Regions from separate parts of the Mus musculus genome. Here region 2 is linked to region 1. The links are chromatin contacts, called in public ChIA-PET maps. All regions are on one chromosome and are shown on one strand. The core of a region is the stretch at or near the end of the contact, and the rest is flanking DNA. Distances in the headings are between cores, read along the strand shown.

Region 1 (6,129 bases), core at 925-3,424:
TATATTAAAAGTCCTTGGGTTTTTTTCAGTTGGCAAGATCAAAGCGGAGGAGCTGAGGTGACAACCTTTGAGTTTGGCTTGTTTCCTAGATCGCCTATGACCTCCAACCTTCAGCCCCACAACGAGAAGAGAAGCAGAAAGTGAAACTACTGTTGCTCTAGCAGAGAACAGCAGCCGCAGAAGAACTGTGCAGATGAAAGCCGAGCTTGCCCGCTCGTTCTTCCTGTCTCGTTATTGCTCATATATAGCTTTTAAGGAAATAAAAGTAATTTTGGTGACACGGGTAAGACATTTAAATGTGGTAAAACAACTAAGATTTGGGATTTTGTTGGATCTGTGTTTCCTCTTATGACACAAATCAGACAGGCAGATTTGGAGAAGGTTTCTACACACACACACAGTCACAATGTTAAGAGTGAGAGAAACACATTCATGTTTTAATAGTAGTTGACAGCTATATTTTAAAGGTAGACTGTAAAGCTACCAAGCGGCTTCTCTGCACGGGGCATCAATGTTTACATTTTAGCTGCATTTTGATGCTACGCAGTGCTAGTTTTCTAGGTAATTGCCACCCAGTAGCTGTTACTCAGATCGACTGAGCCACTTCTACCAAGCAACAAGCACACAAAATGTTCCATAAAATACTGTCTAAATCAGGCACCTTCTCCTCTACAGCCATCTCCATACTTCTACATGTTCTCCAGACATTCCGTTTTGTTTTGTTCTTAATGAGAAAAAAGTCTTGAGGAGGGAAAGACATCTATGTCTCTTACCCTTCAAAAAAAAATGTTCCTTAGTTGAGAAAGGAATTAAAAACATGGAACACACAACAACCACATCTGGATCACTTTTCAAGCATCCCAGCTACAAAGCCCCATTTCTCAGAGAGCTGCTGATGGTCCTAGCCCTCTTGAGAAATGTCATGACCCTAGAAAGACAACACAGCAAGCCGCCACCTCTGGCTTATTGTCGAAAATAACGGCAAGAACTTAGACTCAAGCGCATCAATGATGAGTGAAAACTGCTAACTCAGCAGCCATACCCACTGGTCCTGTCCATCCGCAGAGCAACCTGTAGACGACACCCGGGGCTGCAGGCAGAATGAGTGGAAGCTATTTGGGGTCACATAGGACTGTGTGAGGGGAGGAGGTGACTTTGTCTTTGAACTTGGGGAAACTCCAAACATTCCATACTAACCTGTTAGTTATTTCCTCCTAAAAAAACTAATAGCAGGAACTTGCAAACAATTAATACTCTCCTTATCTATGACTGGTACATCAGCAACCAACAAAAACACATGAAATATCCCATCTGCAGCATTCAACACAAGTAAATAAAATTCAATTTGAAAACAAATGCTTTGATGAGTGCTTATATCACAGCCAATTTTAATAATCAATTTTAGGTAAATATTTGTAACCTAATCCATACTACAAATTTTAAATTAATAATACAAAATAAGACAAAATTATTATTAGGAAAAAAACCATATTCATGTTTGAAATAATAAAAAATTTGCACATATTTACATATAGACTTAAAGAGAGGTTAAGTGTATACATGTCAAAAATGGTTATAAACTGTGTTTTTACTTTAAATCTCCCTTTGATATATAGTTAAAAAAAATCAAACATTATATTTTGCATGTTAGGATCCGAAGTTTACCCACCGGGCTCAGTAGTTTTAGCACCAGACACTCGTGCATTGCCAGAGAGGCAGGCATGCAAACCCTCCCAAATAAACTAAAGCAGGTAACCTGTTGTGCCGCCAGCCCAAAGAGAAGGAGCCATACAATGTACCACAGCACACCCGCCAGCATGCGTCTCCCTTACCTACAGCTTGGTCACAGAGCCCTGACCAGGGTGTTGCTTGCTGAGGTCTGGAGTGGTGGCTTAGAAGACAGGTGACTTCCTGCACACACACTGCGAGTATGGCACAAGCTATCTTCCACCCGTGTGCTACGCCTGCCTCACAGCTAGTCGCCAGCAGCCCAGCTCGCCGCCGCTGCAAACATCTCATTAGACTAATGCATTCAGTACAGGCAGAACACTCGATTTACCATAGCTACAGCAGTGAATTTCCATTACGATGACAGCTTCAACCACATCATGTCCGGAAAACCAGCCAACCGCTGGCTTCTAAAGAACACACACACATTTTACATGCAGAAAGCGAGGACTCTGTGTGTGTGTGTGTGTGTGTGTGTGTGTGTGTGTGTGTGTGTGTGTGTGTGTGTTATTTCTTTCCTCTGTACAGACAGACCAGCTAAGAGAAATACACAGCACAGCTTTTTGTGAACAGCAGCCGCCAGGTAATGATACTTCTGCTTCTTAGATAGTTACTTCCTTGTAAGAAACTGAATTATGTCACAATAGTCAGAATGGGTGTTTCCTGCATTTCAGTTTTCATTACCCCTCCTCCGTTGCCATAGAAACCAGACTGTAACATCATCTCTTTGTCCCAGTCTTGCAGCAGTGAGGGCCACACCAGGCTTATAAGACTGTTACGATCTGACAAGGCTAATGTTTGGCTTTGGGGGGAAAAGAAGAAGAAAGAAAGAACAATGGTATACCAACAGAAAGCCTGTGTGTTGTCAGAGGTGTGGACCTGTACTGATGACACACTGTGGCTGTACCTGTTAGCTCTAAAGCTGCCTATCCTACGTTTAATCCACATCTGTGTGTGCACATCTGGAAGTGTTTCTCCATGCCCAAACACTCTTGGGACCTGCCTGGGAAAGGGCTGCTGTCTCTCCTCCATACCCACTGCCTGTCCACTAAACCAGTTTACACCAGAGAAGGTGCCTTTTCTCCTCCCTTCTTTTTATAAAGTGAGTCGAGGTTTTCTGCTGCTGACTTGACTCATCTGGGGAAATGGGATGTGTCTCAAGTGTGTCTTATAAGATACCTGGTTTACAAATACAGGCTGTCTACCGGGTTTGCTTTTAGGGACAGGGAGCATGCTTGTAGCCAGGACTGACATTAAACTAATTTGGAAGGTCTGGGTCACAGCTTAGCCAGTTACTGAGTATGAAAAATTAAAAAGGACCTACAATTTGAATGCATATGTAGTGTGAAGTAAATTTGTCCCCTCAAATTAAATAGATACAGGAAATTGATGTTTTTTTTAAGTCAAAGCATTATCCTTACTAAGAAAGAAGGAATTCCCTGGGTGGCATGTGTCCTTTCTGCCTAGGTCCGCTGCCTGCCACAGCCCTGACTCCTCTGCCCCAAGGTGGTTCCCAGGCTGGCCGGGGCCTGGCCCAGCTTGGATGGCAGTCTCCATTCCTACCAAGTGCCATAAAGAGTCAAAAATTTGTACCAACAGTGTAGTATGTGTCCCCTTTGACATCCAAGGGAATCAAAGGCTGATTAGTGAAACAAGATTGGCCCATAGAAGCTCTCAATAAATTTCTATTTTATGAAAGATACAGACAGTTTGGCCCAAGTAGAAATTATTAGGGTTATGGGACTGGCTTTGGACTGAAATTCATGATGTAGAAATGGAAAAGTAACACGTTCACAACAAAGTGCAGACTCACGCTGTTAAGGAACGTAGATGGGAAGAGACATAGAGCTCTCTCCTCATGGGAAGAGGCCTTAGGGGAGGCGGTGAGCTGCCGAAGACAGCATCATGGCTCGCCACTGACCTACAGCAACCCTTTTGGACTCGTATTTAAACTATTGAGGGTTTTTTCCTTTGGAAATAAATATGTTATAAAACTGAAGGGGAAAAGTAAAAATGAAGACAAGGAAAAGAAGGAATCCACATCCTTTATTTACCTGTTGAGTTTTGATGTTCATTCAGGAAAATACAGTCTTGGAAGTTTTGTTTTGGAGGGGGTGTGTCTGTACTTTCTTATAACTTAGTTCATTTAAAGAAGAAGCCTAAGGAAGAAGATGAGAAGGAGAAAAGAAATTAGAAGCCAGCCAGGTGTGGGCGACAAACTGTGATGTCATCATTCAGGAGCCAGAGGCAGAAAGAAATGGGCCAGCCTGGGCTATGTGGGGAGTCTCAGGGCAACTTCAGCTATAGAGTAAGGCCCTGGGGAAGAGGGAGGACACTAGGGCCTGATGGATGGTTTAAATGTGGCCTGCGCCAAGTTCCAGCCACAGCTATGGTCATACAGTCTCACACAGTGTTCCACTGAAGGGCATTTTAGATGAGCTCGGGTAACTAGTGTTCAATTGAATATGGCTCTTTCAACAAATAAAATCAACATTTCTTAAGGAATCAAACCCTATAAAGAGAAAAGGCTTTGGTAGACTCTTACTCCAACGGCCTTTGGTTTCTCTTTCCCAGGAAGATCCTGAGGGGCTCTCACTCTGATCTGCATGCTCCATCTTCATACAGACTGTGTCTGTGTGGCTTGTCCTTGAGCCAGGTGTGCCTGGGTTGCTGCTTCGACTCTCAATGGGTCAACTTGGCAATCACACATGACCTTAAAATTAACTAAAGCCAACCTGAAATATTTAAATATATATTACTGAGATTAATGGTATGTGCATGTAAGAATGTTACTCAAATTCCTTTCTTCTTAGCCATCACCACAGGCCTTAAGTTACCAATGTTTTACAAAAATATTGAATGGGTTTTTTTATTCCAAAAAAAAAATTTAAGTTAAGCATGTAAGAATAATAAAAAAAAAATCGTGGGGTGGAAAGTATCAGCCAAAGGATTTTTAAAAGGCAAAGTGTCCACTTCCTCTTCCTCCTCTTCCTTTTTCTCCTCCTCCTCTTCCATCATAGCTCTCACCTTGTGTATCTCTGGATGACCACCAAAATGCTCAGGCTGGGCTGGGAAGATAGCTCTGTGGATAAAATGTGTGCACGATGCATAAGTATCAGAGTTCAGATCCCAAACCCTCACAAAAATGCCAGGCAAGTGTCGTGTGGTCTGTCCACAATCCCATCATGACCAAGAAGCAGAGACAGGATCCTAGCACAAACTGGCTCACTGGATTAGGTGAGTCAGAGAGTTCCAGGCTCACCGTTGAGACTCTGCCCTTGTAAATGAAGTAGAGGGATCAAAGAAGATACCTGGCACCAACCTCTGCTCTGGTCTTCACACATACGTGCACACATATGTGCCAACACACACAGACATACACACACAGACATACACACACACACACAGACACACACACACATACACACACAGACACACACACACACACAGAGACACAGAGAGAGAGAGACACACACACACACACTGCTTAGGGTGTTCCACCTTGCTGTTTTCAAAAAAGATTTGTTTATTTATATGTATGGGTACTTTGTCTGCATGTACATCTGCATACCAGAAGACAGCATCAAACAGTTGTAAGGGGCCAATGGTTGCTGGGAATTGAACTCTAGACCTCTGGAAGAGCAGTGCATATACCCTTAACCACTGAGCCATCTCTCCAGGCCCCGCCCACCTTGCTCTTTTCTGAACTGTGGTCACATTCCTCTCTCAGAGCACTGACAGCACATTCCAAACAAATGCCACTTGGTTGGTGAGTGGCAAAAGGTAATGAAGGGAGCAGAGTTTCCTTTGGGGGGGGAGTCACCCCTTTCATTCTGTTAGTAGCCATGAGAACATCACCCATATCAAGAGCAACCTTTGCCTGGAGAGATGGGGTTTCCCAACACAAGCTTCAGGCGGAGAGGATTGTGCTGCAGGCAAGGCGTCTACATTATGGCCTACATACACAGCAGTTCTGAGAACATATGTGACACTTACTGAAGGACCATTTCTCCATAGAGTACAACCCCAGTGTGGTGGTTTGAATACACTTGGCCCAGGGAGTGGCACTGTTTGGAGGTGTGGCCTTGTTGGAGGAAGTGTGTCACCGTGGGCGTGGGCATTTGGTGTATGTGCTTGGCTGAGGAGCCAATGGGAGGAAGCTACCACCTGTGGGATTATGACTGAACGCCTCTAAGTCAGAATCCCACCCAGGTGGAACAATACCACAGCGCTGAAGGAGCCTCGGTTGGTCATGGATAGACGGGTTCCCGTCCATCCCCACCTGGTGGGTCTCCCTACCGGGTGTCAGGACCAGGGTCCAGTGTGGAGAGCCATTCGTCCTGAGAAACAGGGTGCTGCTGCAAAGGGGGCCTCCCTCTCACCTCTCACGCTGAATGCAGC
Region 2 (6,129 bases), core at 2,145-4,644, 360 kb after region 1:
GGAACTACACAGACCAGCCTGCCTGCCTCTGCCACTCAAGTACTGGGATTAAAGGCATGAGCTACAACCCATCCTACCTTCATACAAGATCATCATTACTCACAAATATCGTATGCTGCTTAAGTAAAGCCTAGTGTCTTACTACATGGTGTCCTGAGTTTTCTCTCAGTCAATACATTATATACTAAGAATAACTCCAACATTTTCTAAGCATTAGAACCTCAATTATGTTTTATTGTTGGAGGCTGGAGAGATGGCTCAGCCATTAAAGTCTAGGCTTAGAACCAAAAATATAAGAGTTTAGTTCCCAGCACCCATGGCTGTCTCTCCAGCCACACACACACAAAAAAAAAAAAAAAAAAAAAAGAAAAGAAAAAAAGAAAAAAGAAAGAAAGAAAAAGAAAGAAAGAAAAAAAGAAAGAAGAGAAAAAGAAAACAATGTTTTATTGTTGGGTACCATACTTCTAATTAACATACAACACTCACTAACATACAACCAACTGCCTCATAATAAAAAATAAGCCGGGCGTGGTGGCACACACCTTTAATCCCAGCACTCGGGAGGCAGAGGCAGGTGGATTTCTGAGTTCGAGGCCAGCCTGGTCTACAGAGTGAGTTCAAGGACAGTCAGGGCTACACAGAGAAACCCTGTCTCGAAAAACCAAAAAGAAAAGAAAAAAAAAGAAACAAGAAAAAATAAAGCAGAGTAAGTATACAGTTTATTTAATTATCTAACTCACTAATCACTCTTAAAAAGGACTGTTTTCTACGTCCGGAGCCAGGCCGTTCGTTCATAGTTATATCCCAATGTCATATTCACTCTTTGGAAATAAAGGCTCGAGTATTTTAGGAAAGAGTCATCTACTAGGATCCCTTAACGACTACTCAGCAAGATAAGCACTGACTCTCCTTATGTGGAGGAAGTGAGGGCGGATCCAACTCAACTGGGACAGGAAGCAGTAGCCATGGAAGTTCAGAAACAGGAATACCAAGTTTCATGCTAACACAGGGAAAAACATGCTGGTGAATAAAGGCAAAAGAGGAAGTTCTTTTTTGTGACAGGCCATATATTAATGACAAAAATCATCCCCAAAGCTAAAAAGAAAAAAAAAAATCACCTTTTAAAAATTTTATTAGGTTTTTTTTTTTTTTAAAGTATGAATGTCTATGTGCCACGTGTCTGAAGGTGCTCAAAGGGACCAGAAGAGGGCATTGGAACTCCTGAACCTGCAGTGAGAGGTGTGTGAGCCACGTTATGTGGGTGCAGGGAACTGAACTCAAATCCAAATCAATTAAGTGTTCTTGAGCACTGAGCTGTCACCCTAGCACCGAAAATTATCCCCCTTTAAAACAGGCTTGGGTAAGAATTTATTTCCCTAGGTCCACGGAAGCCTGAATTTTGCAATCTTCAGAAAACAAGATACTAATTTGGCTCATGTTTTACACATCTATACAGTTCAATGAGTAGCCTGAAAAACCAGGCCATTTAAGCTTAATATCTCAAAAGTTTGATGATCCAAAGACAGAGAGACACACAACTTTTAATTCCAGCAGTTGGGGCCAGCCTGGTCTACATAGTAAATTCAAGGCCAGTCAGGAGCCTACATATGAGATTCTATCTCATAGGGGAAAAAAGTTTGATTAGTTCAACCATTCTTTAAAAGTGTGTAAGTTTCACAAGCTAAATATATACAGCACTCCTGGGCCGTACAACTTAAAAATGACTAGGATGGCAAATTCTGTTTACCACACAAAAAGTGCTTACTTTAATAAGAAATTCCTTCACATAAAAGCTAATGTTAAGCTGGGCGTGGTGGCGCATGCCTTTAATCCCAGCACTCGGGAGGCAGAGGCAGGCGGATTTCTGAGTTCGAGGCCAGCCTGGTCTACAGAGTGAGTTCCAGGACAGCCAGGGCTATACAGAGAAACCCTGTCTCGAAAAAAAAAAAAAAAGGCTAATGTTAACAATGATCATGAGTCCTCTAAGGCCAAAATTCTCATGGTTACTATTTAATATTTAATTTTTAGCAATGAATTAATTTAATAAGTTTTTTTTTCAAATGTGGAAAAACCCTTCCATCCTGCTCTACAGAGTAAAAAAAGCAGTACTTTCATTTAGTGTCCCTCGAATCATCTAAATTACTTACTGCCAAAACCCCATTAGTTATGGGATTCTAAGAGTACGTTTCTACTTCACCCTATTCCTTTTTTCAGTTGAAGTGAAAAAGCTAAAGCCAGACACTTAGATGAGTAGGGTTCCCTAGTCCCGGGCAGTTGCTTTTTTGGACACTGAGGAAGATGACATTCCACACACCTAGGCCTTCAGCAGGACAGCCAAGCATGCTAAGGTCAACCATTTCTCATCGCTGCTAACCGCTTGGTTGAGCCCTACCACAAAAATCTGACGCGCTCCCGTGAACTCGCCATCAAGTTCTGCTCACAGACGTGTACGGCCCAGGATACTCTTACTGTAGCTTGAGACAGGCCTGGAAAGAGCAGCTAAGCTTGGCTTCACTACGTCTTGGTAAGCGTCCAGGAAAAAAAAAAAAAAGAGACAGGGAGGGAGAGAGGGCTTCAACTTTGCGCACACACGCCCCCCTCCCCCTTTCTTCCTCAGTCACACCTAGCTCTCTTTTCGGAGAACAGTGTTCTCGAAAGATCTACCTCTTCAACTCAAATGTCAAGCCCAGATCAGCTGCCTGAGATCTCGGCTAGCAGAGCTCAACCCACGCCCTCGTCTTCCAGCACCTTCTACCGGAGCCAGCGAGCTGGTCCCCATACAAACTGTCCACGGAGAGCGAGCGAAACCCTGGCTCACGCCTCCGCCCGCAGACAAGCTGCCTCGCAGGGGCGTCTGGCCTGGGCGGCCGCTGAGACCTCAAGGCCCCGCGCCGGGGTCCGGCGGGACTTGGCGGCCCCGGAGCGAGGGATGCGGGAGAGGGGCGGACGCCTCACCTTGACCCTGATCTCGTAGGTGGTGAAGCGGCCCCGGCCGACCCCCACGGTCTGCGGGTTGCTCACGTCGATCTCGAGGAAGTTGCTGGGCGGCCCGTAGGCGTCATTCAGATTCTGCGGCTTGGTGATGAGCCGCCGGGTGTCCGCTACCGTCTCCGCCATTTCGCTGTCGCCGCGGCAGCCGCGGGCTTCTCTCCACCGCCTTCCGCCAACGCCACCGCCGCCCGCCGCGGGGACTCCCGGCTCGCGCGCAGCGAACGGAGACGAACGAGCACGTAGGACGGGTGGGCGTTCGTTCCGCGCGAAGCTCCGCCCCAGGCTGCTCGGGCTTCCGCCCTCTGCCCAGGGAGAAACAGCTGACTGGCCTGAACGCCGCGCCCGGTTCGCAGGCCCCGCGGCGGCCCCGAGGGACACTGCGGGGTGGGGCTGAGGCGCGGCGGCGTCACGGGACTGTGGGCGCCAAGGATATGGGGAGACTACAATAACCACAATGCCTCGGGCGAGCGCGCCGCCGCCGAGTGACGCGCAGGCGTAGTAGGGGAGCTCTGGGGAGGAGGTGTGGGTTTCCGGCTTTTCTGACCCAGCTTCTCTGCGGGGAGGGACTCCGGAAACGATTTTAGCTGTTCTGGCGCAGTGAAGGCAGTCGTTGGGACGGCAGGGAGGAGACAAAACTGCCTATGCTGTAAGACAGCCAATCCAGTGCATCACTGTGATCCCTGGAAATTCATTTCTAGAAACCTTTAATAAACGTCTCAAATGAATCAGTACACATCTGTAATCCTGACCTTTGGCAAATGGAGAGCGGAGAATCAGGAGCTCGAGGCCAGCCTGGGCTACATGAGACCTTATCTTTAAAAACCAAGGGAGAGCCGGGCGGTGGTGGCGCAGGCCTTTAATCCCAGCACTTGGGAGGCAGAGGCAGGCGGGTTTCTGAGTTCGAGGCCAGCCTGGTCTACAAAGTGAGTTCCAGGACAGCCAGGGCTATACAGAGAAACCCTGTCTTGAAAAAAACACAAAACAAAACCAAAACAAAACAAAAGGCTTTTTAGCCAGGCGTGGTGGAGGCAGAGGCAGGCGGGATTTCTGAGTTCTAGGCCACTGGTCTACAGAGTGAGTTGACAGCCAGGGCTACACAGTAGCCCTCAAAAAACAAACAAAAAATGATGATGTAACTCAGTTGGTAGATTGATTGCCTAGGATTCATAAAGTCCTGGGTCCAGTCCCCAAGAAGGACATTAATCCCGGCATAATGTAATGCCAGCACTCAGAAGGCTGAGACTCAGAAGTTTCAAGGTCACCCTGTTCTACACTGATAGATTCGAAGCAGTAAATAAGGGAGTGGAATTTTTTAAACCTGATAAGCTCAAACTAAGGTCAAACAGTGCCTAAAGACTGGTCTGGCCCCTGAAATAAGAAAGCAAAATAAGAAAGACAAGATGAAGGCCGGGAACCCTGTCTGGGTAAGCGGCCACTCTTGTTTCCCACAAATCCTGGTAAATGTGTTTTGTTTTTAAGCGGTAAATCTCAAATTGTACTTGGAATGCTACTTAGAGAAGCCTTTATACAAAATGGAAAAAAGGACCAGGGAAAGACTCAGGAAGCTGAAGGGAGACAGGAAGATAGGGGAGTGCCAAGAACCAGGATACCAGGAGCTAGTGCATCCGGTTGTCAACCCAATACCTGAACAAAGCCATTACGTGGCCTAGGCAGCGTCACGTGACCTTAGAGTCCCTTCAAGTCAGCCTACAAAAACAGCAGTGTAGCACAACCATAAAGCTAGCAAGTTCCAAAGTTAGTTTATTTCCAGAGTACAGGAGAATACAGATCTGAAAAGAGTTGGAGATACGGGCTACTGATTAACAGTGCTTGTCGTGCAAGTACGAGGACCTGAGTTTGGACCCCCAAATTCATGCAACAACAAGACTTGCAGTACCAGTAACTACAACACTGTGGGGGTGAGGTGGGGTGGGGTGGGGTGGGGTGAGGAGATAGGGGAGTCACTCAGGTTTTGAAAACTCTTAGCCTGGGTTGGGGTGGGGTGAGTTGGGGTAGAGAACTACAAAACAAGGAGCTCCAGGCTCAGAGAGACTTGATACTTCAGAGAAACAACTAAGAGTAATGAAAGAGTACATGGATGCTGGCTTACACACAACATGCTTGAGTGCCCTCCCACACACACACACATACACACATAGACACATACACACACATATACATACATAGACACACACATTCACACACACATACACACATACAGACATAGACACACACATACACACACAGACATAGACACACACATACACACACAGACATAGACACACACATACACACACAGACATAGACAGACACACATATATAGACACACACATATACACACATACACACGTAGACACACATAGACACATACATAGACACAGACACACATACATAAACACACACATATACACACATGCACACACATAGACACACACCTACACACACCATGCTTGCTACACACACATAGACACACATAGACACACCATAGTGCACATACATACAGGGGAGAGAGAATAATCTAGAATTAAAGAGAATACAGTGGCTAAGTGAAAGTAACAGTAATTTTGTATTGTCTAGACAAATGCCTAGTTATAATGGCAACAGAAAAAGTTTTAAAGAAACAAACAGAGAAAACAATGAATCTGATTCATAACAATGACCAAAATAACCAAATCTCAGAACTCAGTGGGAAAGCATGTGGACTTCAAGGACACCCTGGGGTACATACCAAATTCAGAGATTTGCATGAGAACTTTTTCTCAAAAACTGAGTTCAAGAGTTAAATTAATAAAGAGAGGGTCTGAATACAGTGTGGTTGGGAGAATGGCTGCCTATCGTGCAATGGGGCCGTGGGGTCGATCCCAGCACCACATTAAATGGCTGTGATCCTAGCACTCAGTGGAAGAAAGAGAAACAAGAGTTCAAAGCCAGCTTGGACACCCGAGACCATGACTAGAAATAATAGGTGCTGGGTTTGGAGATATGTGCCTATAATCCTAGCAGTCAGAAGACTGAGGCACGAAACTCTTCATTGGAGACCATCTTGAGATTCATATTGAGATCCTGTCTCAAAAGAGAGAGAGAGAGAGAGAGAGAGAGAGAGAAAATTGGAAAGTTGTAGAACTTAGAACCTCTAGA

Evidence for each region. ChIA-PET counts read pairs in DNA pulled down with a chosen protein or histone mark.
Region 2: a contact with region 1 is called in an RNA polymerase II ChIA-PET map of memory CD8 T cells, with 64 read pairs. The contact joins the promoter of Snx3 here to the promoter of Scml4 in region 1. A contact is called at or near these places in 2 of 115 datasets of contacts at active chromatin or transcription factors (CD8 T cells and memory CD8 T cells).

The regions. Positions count from the first base shown.
Region 1 is chr10:42,856,557-42,862,685 of GRCm38.p6, reverse strand. Scml4 (Scm polycomb group protein like 4) reads right to left here and starts at 2,174. Exons shown (of 9, transcript NM_172938.3): 1 at 1,833-2,174. It overlaps Gm34006 (a long non-coding RNA gene), which reads left to right. Exons shown (of 3, transcript XR_380280.4): 3 at 30-280.
Region 2 is chr10:42,499,319-42,505,447 of GRCm38.p6, reverse strand. It overlaps Snx3 (sorting nexin 3), which reads right to left and starts at 3,394. Exons shown (of 4, transcript NM_017472.4): 1 at 2,956-3,394. The coding sequence starts at 3,117.